Regions from separate parts of the Gossypium hirsutum genome. Here region 2 is linked to region 1. The links are chromatin contacts, called in public Hi-C maps. All regions are on one chromosome and are shown on one strand. Each heading gives the region's core, a stretch centred on a gene start, on an enhancer-like site or on the middle of the called end of the contact. The rest is flanking DNA. Distances are from core to core; before and after follow the strand shown.

Region 1 (4,122 bases), core at 1,014-3,513:
CACCCCAATGATCTTAAACCCTTTAAATTAACCACTTTAATTTTTAAAAAAAATATAAAATTATTAAAAATAAATAAATTTACAATAAAATTTGTTAATTTTTTAAATAATAATAATAATAATAATAATAATAATAATAATTGGACCAATTTCATAAAAGTTAAATTTTAAATTTTAGATTTTAGATTTTAAAATTTATTTTAAAACTTGAAATTTTTAAAATCCAATATTGATTAAAAAAAATGAGAACTTTTTGTTCTTTTTTCTTTACACACTTCCTTTAAAACTCAAACAATAAATAATTATTTTTGCTTATACTATATTATCAATGAAGCTCAAAGTTTTTAGAATCGAACTAGTAGGCAAACCAATCAGATTATCAGTACTTGATTCAACCAGTTCGGTCACCAGTTTGGTTGATTCGACTAATTCATGAGTCAATCAATTTGACTCTTTATTTTGAATTGACATCCCTAATCGATTTTTGATCCAATTAGTTTAATTGATCGGTCCAATTTTTTTCTGTTATAGGATTTATAGAAATTAGATCTAATTGAGCCTAGTTATTTACATGTATGAAATCAATATAGTATATATTTTACAATATTTTAGGTCACAATGATTTGCAATTTTGGTTTCAAAAAGTATTCAGATTTCTTCATATTATTTAAAAGAGTTAATGTTTTAGATTTTTTTTTAATTTTGAAAGATAATATTATTGTTATTGTTTATATTATAATATTCATGTCTATATAAAGTTTATATCAATTCAATTGTAAAAAAAAATCTGAAAATAGATTTTTAATAAAAAATAAAAAATAAAAAAATTTGGTTTAATTGGTTCACGGGGTCAATTGGTATAATGTCTTTCTTAGAACGAATACCTCGATTGATTCCCAATTTGATTGGCTATTTGATCCAGTTCAAACAACAATGTCCAAGTCCTCTTAAATAATTATTTAAAAAAATATTTTTAAAGTTTACAATTAATTGAAATCTAAATTTAAATTTGAATGATCTAAATAATGAATTTGAATTAATTCGAAATATTAAAAATTTAATATTTTAATTCCCAAAGAATTTGAAAACAATTAATTTATAAACCCATGCATAAAATTTTAAAATCCAAATTTTAATTTCCAAAGGCTACCTAACTAAATTCGTCTCCAACTAAATGGTAATAACAACTTAGTTAAAGCTAGTATAGACTAGATAGTATAGATGTTGTAAGTCCTAATTAAAAGCAACCTTCCATGTGTTTATTCTCGGAACCTTCCAACTAAAGGGTTAAAAACTTGAAATAGGGTGCGAGGTAAAATCATAGGCTACAGCTGTAGCAAAGTAAACCTTTTATATGAAAATGAAAAACTGTTAATTACATCAAACATTCTAAATTATGTATAAAATTTAAATTATTCTTTAAATTTTTTAAAATATTTCAATTGAACTATTAAAATATTAATATGGTATTAAACTATCAAATAAAACCTATCCACAAATTTAAAGTATTAAATATAAGTTTAAATTTGATGTAGATTGTATTTATTAACTTCAAAGTTGAATTCAAATTTGAGATATGGAAATTTAATAATTAAAGGGATAATATATAATTTAACCCCTGAACTTTGTTGATTTGTACTTATTAGTTAGTTTTAATTTTTTTCAGATATGAAAGATAAATTATAACAAACATGTAGGGGGTATGCATGCAATAATTGCAGAACTACGTCTGGAGGGTCATAGAAAGTAGTATTGTAACATTTTAAAAAAATAATTAAAAAACTAAAATATCAAAATGAGAAGGTTTGTTGCAATTAAGGTAAGAAATAATGAGATAATAAAATTCCAAAGAGAGGAAAAGAAAAAGGTAAATCACAAAGGAGGCGACGAAAATCATTAATTGTGTTTGGGAATGCAAGGAAGGGTGTTTAGTTGCATCGTAGGTAGTGAAATCCGTTAGCGATTGGTCTTTGCTGCCGGAGACATATGTCCCTGTTCTTCCTTGCATTTGGTCACGACAAAAGCCACTTCTTGGACTTGGACTGCCCTCTCTTTTCACTTTTCTTATTCCTTTTCCCCGTCTCATTGCTAATCACTAATTACTAATTACTCCTTAATCATTATTTTTAACACCAACAAATCCCCGTCCCTGGTTTTGGAACATCCCTCAAAATGCGTACCTTTGATACTGCTATATTTTGCATGTGCTTGAAAATGAGTCAATACCCTAATATTTGAATCCCAGTGTCAATTACTTAGAACCATTATTGTCCAAATGATTGTTGTTTCAAACTTCTTTGTAAGCATTCAAAATTCCATGCGAGGTTAAAAGATCTTTGTTGAATTTTTACATCAAAAGACTTGAAAAGAAAAAGGCTATATAAATCCTATGCTCCTGATCTCATTCATTCGTATGCCCATACCATTGAAAGGAAATCTTGTAACTAAAAAGAGCAAATATATCATGGAAATCATCAATATGGGACCTACCCATTACCATTTTAACCCCGAGATTTCATTTCATCATGGAATCACACTATCCTGCACTGCGTCTCCACGGTAACATCAATTTTAATTTTTTTTTTTCAAACAAAAGAAAAGCGGAAAAGACAAAACAAAGAAGCGTAAGGTAAAGCAAGGAAGGGATGTTCGGTCTTAGGACTGTACCTGTCTGAAGCATCAACAAAAGCCGCGCCAGATTGCCAGATTGCGTGTATCTCGTCCTTCTCTTTCTCTTTTCACGCTACCCAATAAAATTCATTTTTATCAAATGACCATCTTACCCTCTCCCTTTCCCTATTGCCTTCAACCTTTCCATTTTCTTCGTTTTGTCTTTCATTTTCACAACCCAAAGAACTGAGACAGGATTAGGTAAAATTTTGTGAAAGGATATTAGAAACCCAAAAAAATAATAATAATAATAATAATGTCGAGATCGTCTTCTGCGTCGGCGACGGCGCCGTTTCCAGCTATCAAACCGGAGGATTACAAGCATAGCCCTGTTCACTACGCTGTCGTTTTGCGTGATCATACTACTTTGAATCGACTGGTTTCCACGCTGCTAAAGCTGGCTGATCCTGCTCAGATCCACACCGAGTGCGACTCACTCAGTCAAGAGCGTGTAGCTGACCAAATTTCCGCCGTTCTCGACCGCCGAGATGTCCCTTTCCGTGAAACTCCTCTCCACCTCGCGGTCCGCCTTAACGACGTCGTTGCTGCTAGAACTCTCGGTATTGCTGGTGCTGACGTGTCGCTCCAGAACGCTGCGGGCTGGAATCCTCTCCAAGAAGCACTCTGTCGCCGAAGCTCCGACATTGCGTTGGTTCTCTTGAAACTCCACCACCGCTCCGCCTGGTGCAAGTGGCGCCGCCGTTTACCTCGCGTAATTGCCGTCCTCCGCCGAATGCGTGACTTCTACATGGAAATCTCCTTTCACTTCGAAAGCTCCGTAATTCCGTTCGTCGGAAAAATCGCTCCTTCCGATACCTACAAGATCTGGAAACGCGACGGTAACCTTCGAGCTGATACTTCATTAGCAGGCTTCGACGGCTTGAAAATCCAACGCGCCGATCAAAGCTTCCTCTTCCTCGGCGATGGCGACCACCTCCACAACATCCCTTGCGGCTCATTGCTAGTCCTCAACCGCGAAGATCGCAAAATCTTCGACGCATTCGAAAATGCCGGAGCTCCGATGAGCGAATCCGACATTGCGGGTTTTTGTTCCCAAACGAGTGTGTACCGACCCGGAATGGACGTAACCAGAGCGGAACTCGTCGGAAGAACTAACTGGAGGCGCCAAGAGAAAACAGAGAGCGTCGGTGAATGGAAAGCCAGAGTTTACGAAGTACATAACGTGATATTCAGCTTTAGGTCACGAAAAGTTGCGGGTTCCGAAAATGACGTCGCCGGAAGTGAACAAGTATTACCCTTAGAGCTCGACGAAGACGATGACGGTTTCTTAGTTTGCGAAAATCCCAATTTTGCAATGCCTGATAGAAGAAGACACAGTAGCTTCGTGAGAGAAGACAGAGAATGGATTTCGGTAGGGAGGAAGAGCGTTGACGTTTTCCCTTCTTCAGCCGCGGCGATGCCTCCTAGAAGATCGACGTCTTTCGCAACGGC
Region 2 (3,859 bases), core at 1,151-3,650, 180 kb before region 1:
CAGTATTGATCAGGTTTATCGAACAAACAACAGATTCGAGCAACCGATGGGACAGAGACTAGCAAGTTGGCTATTGCTCACCTGGATCAACAGTGAATGTGTATCCATTCCACCCTCGACCATTGATGAGAAGTCCATCGGGGAAGGGAAGGTTATGACCACTGTCCAAGAGACGTCTCAATACCTTAAGAAACAACGAGGGATTAGTCGGTGTGTAGAACAATGATTACAGCTCCAGCCCCCTACTTATATGGTATATCATGTTTTTATAACAGATGCAGAAACAGAATCCTTACATAGTGATTTCTTTTATACCAGTCCCCAGCCAGTACAGTGAAATCCCCAGCAGGACTAGGGAAAGGTACAGGGATCTTGGGGCGGCTCCAGATTCTGATAGCACCGTACCCTCCGGCAGCCTTATGGAATAAAAGTGATGGGAAGTAGTAAAAGCTACCAATCTGATCTTTCACTTGGAGAACGTAAGTGAAGTTTTTCCCCGGTCGAATTGGACAGTTTGTGCCAGAAACTCCATCCTGCCATGAGTTCCTCCTTTGCTGCACACCGTTCCTGCAGACCCAAAAAAAGGAGATGACAGTCAAATTTCACATCAATTGCGACATCCAAAAGCCGTTTCAATTTATTTCATAAACATTTAAGTACATGCATACCAAATAGATAGATAATGGATAATTGGATCAGTCACTAATAAGTACAACATAAACTATGGAAAGTACAAAATAAACATTTTGAATGATCAATAATATGCAAAGTTGCCAAGCTTTATTAAAGTGAGTTGCATAATTCACAGCTTTAATTAAAACTAGGCCTAAACCCGAGGTCTGATACCGTCCTAGTAACCATAATCAAGGACACATCTTTTATTATTCTATAGGCAAGCACATGCATTTAAATAATTTACTGCAACCAGCTCTGCCATAACTAGGCAGACATTGTTAATTATTTTTATTCATCTTTTAATATTTTAAACATGAATCTCCACAGATGTGAGATGCAGCAGATGCACTAACTGAATTATCATAATACTATTAACCCATTGAGTCAGTGAAAGAGTTATTCGTTATAAAACTTGAATTTAATAATCATTTAACCATGAAAATGAACCATATTGTTAGCGTCTTTCCAAGATAGTAGGGGCGTAACTAAGCGCGGCCCCTAAAATAAAAAAAATTTTATTTAGTCATTTTAAATCAGCAAAATTATACTTTCTCTCTTAAAAATAAAAAAATTTAGTTTAATTCTTTAAAAATTGTAAAGATATATAGGCTATTAAAATAGTTAAATTATATTTTTACTATCGTAAAAATGACAATTTAATTTCGACCCCTAAAATTTTCTTCTGATTCCGCCCCTGCAAGATAGTCTATGAGATAAGAACCAACAAATTGAGAAATATAAAGGATCAAGGATAAAAACTAGGGATATACTTACGTACCAAATTTAGAAGTAGTTTATAAGGTTTTCATTGTCATCAAATTTAGCATTAGTTGAGATCTTACTAAAAATAGTAGTCATAAATGCAAATGTCTACCGATGGAAAATTGTCTACTGTTCAAGCATTTACCTTCAGATCTAAGAAACTCAAAACTTTCCCACTAAGCTGTAGTTATCTAAACCAAAAGAGCACACATTATCTTAAAATGAAAGCTGCATTTTGAGCTAATGTTCCAAGATTTTATATGTACTTTCCTTTGTTCTTTTCTAGTTTACCTTGTCTTCCTAACCAACATTAAGTAAATGATGAATAAAAAGTAAGCATAAAAAAAGGAATGTTAGCATGATTACCAAGAGATAAGGAATGGTTCATTTAAGTAGTTATAAACACTGATAATCAAGTTGTCATTAGTAACTGCATCGATATGAGGCCCTGGAAACTGCCCATTTATTAAGATCCCCTGCAATACAGTTTTTCCACATTCCAATCCATTACTCAGACACTTGCTAAACAAGTAGCTTTTAGAAACCAAAAAGAGAAACCCAGAAAACAAGAAAGAAAGTACCTGTTGCTTAACTCCAAGAGGGTAAATATCACCGTAGGTGACTTTCCAAGTGATATAACGATAAGGGTTTTCTCCATTAACGCCGAGGAACAAAATGCAAGCAATGAAGCAACAAAGGATAAGCTTGCTGTCTCCCATTTTGTTGACTTCGTTTACTTACTTTAGGATACAAAAAGAAAAACAGGAAAAAACAGGAATTCTTGTTTTTGCAAAATGTTAGATAAAACACAGATCTATAAAAAGTTTAAGGCACCATTGTTGTATCCTTTTTAAATCTTTCTTTCCCTCAATTTATTCGGGGTTCTTAGAATTAGTATGGAGGCAAAAGCAGAGCTCTGTTTTGTATGCAAGTGAAAAAAAGCGTTTTTTTATAAGATCACATTGCATATTAGCTGTCAGTGGGTTCCAATTGAATGCAATTGAATCTAGTGAGAAGCGGTGGTCCCAGCTTAATCATGTCCCTATTTAGCATCACATGGGTCGAGTTCATATGGTGGGACCGTCAGTAGCCGCTTGATATTAGCCCTTCAGAACTGATAAAACGAGCTTGTGATATATGGAACATTGTAAGTAAAGGCTGTCAAGTCTAAGCAACAAGACAGGAATCAACCCCAATCACGTGCAAAGCTTGGACTTTGCCTAATTTCATGTGCCCATTGTCCGAACTTGGTAGCGAAGAAGACTGTTGTGTTTTGATACTGATGCCGTCTTCCATTTTCCATTGCAATGGCACCATTGACAGACTGGAAAAAAAGGGTCAAAGAAAGAACCATTATTAGATTCAAGAACTTCCATGTTTAGTTTACTTCGTGCAATACTGTGTGATGAATAAAATATATCGGCGAACAATACGGCGAGAAAAATGGTTGAAACATCCAATACCTTTCACAGGGTGACAACCTAGGAAGAAAAAGAACTATATCACGGGGTTCCATTCAACGGCCAGGTTGGTTGCTTTGAGGGTGGTTCACTATTATTGCAGTTGCAGAATGTTGATGGGTGCTATTCTTTAATCAACAAATGGCAAAGCATAAGATCCAACAATGAGACGAGGCCACTGCAGTTGAATTAGATCACCCCATAGCTTTGGTGCACCTACAGGGATTGGGGAAACCAAACAATATGTAAAAGCTCCGGGATTATACTGTCCTTTATTGAAAACGGACATAATGTCCGTGCACGTAACATCTAATCGAGAAGGGAAATGTACATTAAGGCTTAAAGGAAGTAGACAAAAGTTAATTAATGCGTCTTACAGAAAATAAACCCGGCTCCCGATCCAAAGTACAAAGTGGTAATGGAGATGGTGAGAGATGGCTTCTAAAGATATGCGGTCATGCAGACGCAGACCACGAGTGGTTTTTTTTATAGTTTAATTAGTGGGTACTAAATTAACTATAATTACGACATAGGTAAGTGTACCTATCGAACAATAGTATAATTATGGTAAGTAAGGAATATCGTATCCATGAGGACTAAAAGTATTAGTAATTACTATTTTTTTATTATTTAGCCGATAAATTGATGAAATTGTTTTTAATCTAAAATTACTAAACTAATCTAGCTAAGAATGCAATAGAGAATGAAATGAGAAAAATAATCGAAGACAACTAATAAGAAAGACAATATCCAGGAAAGAATCCACCTAGACTTCACCTATTATTCTGAATCTTAATTAAACGATTTATTTAGTTGTGTCTTGATCCGTAGAAATCCCTAAATTATGTTAATATCTCTTTTGAGAGTAAGAACAACTGACTCTAGATTAATTAATTGAAATCTCTTTCTAATTAAAACTCTTATTGTCGCATTGACTCGATCTATGGATTCCCCTATTAAAT

The links. A called contact is a pair of places that touch in the nucleus more often than the background predicts.
Region 2: a contact with region 1 is called in a Hi-C map of leaf, with 2.1 times the contacts expected there. The contact joins the promoter of LOC107961998 here to the promoter of LOC107961993 in region 1. A contact is called at or near these places in 15 of 34 Hi-C or Micro-C datasets (callus, hypocotyl, leaf and 2 more).

What each region holds. Positions count from the first base shown.
Region 1 is chrA06:116,631,394-116,635,515 of Gossypium_hirsutum_v2.1, reverse strand. It overlaps LOC107961993 (ankyrin repeat domain-containing protein 13C), which reads left to right and starts at 2,263. Exons shown (of 2, transcript XM_041115964.1): 1 at 2,263-4,122. The coding sequence starts at 2,927.
Region 2 is chrA06:116,813,938-116,817,796 of Gossypium_hirsutum_v2.1, reverse strand. It overlaps LOC107961998 (L-ascorbate oxidase homolog), which reads right to left and starts at 2,400. Exons shown (of 8, transcript XM_016898202.2): 1 at 2,019-2,400; 2 at 1,804-1,913; 3 at 297-567; 4 at 82-184. The coding sequence starts at 2,156.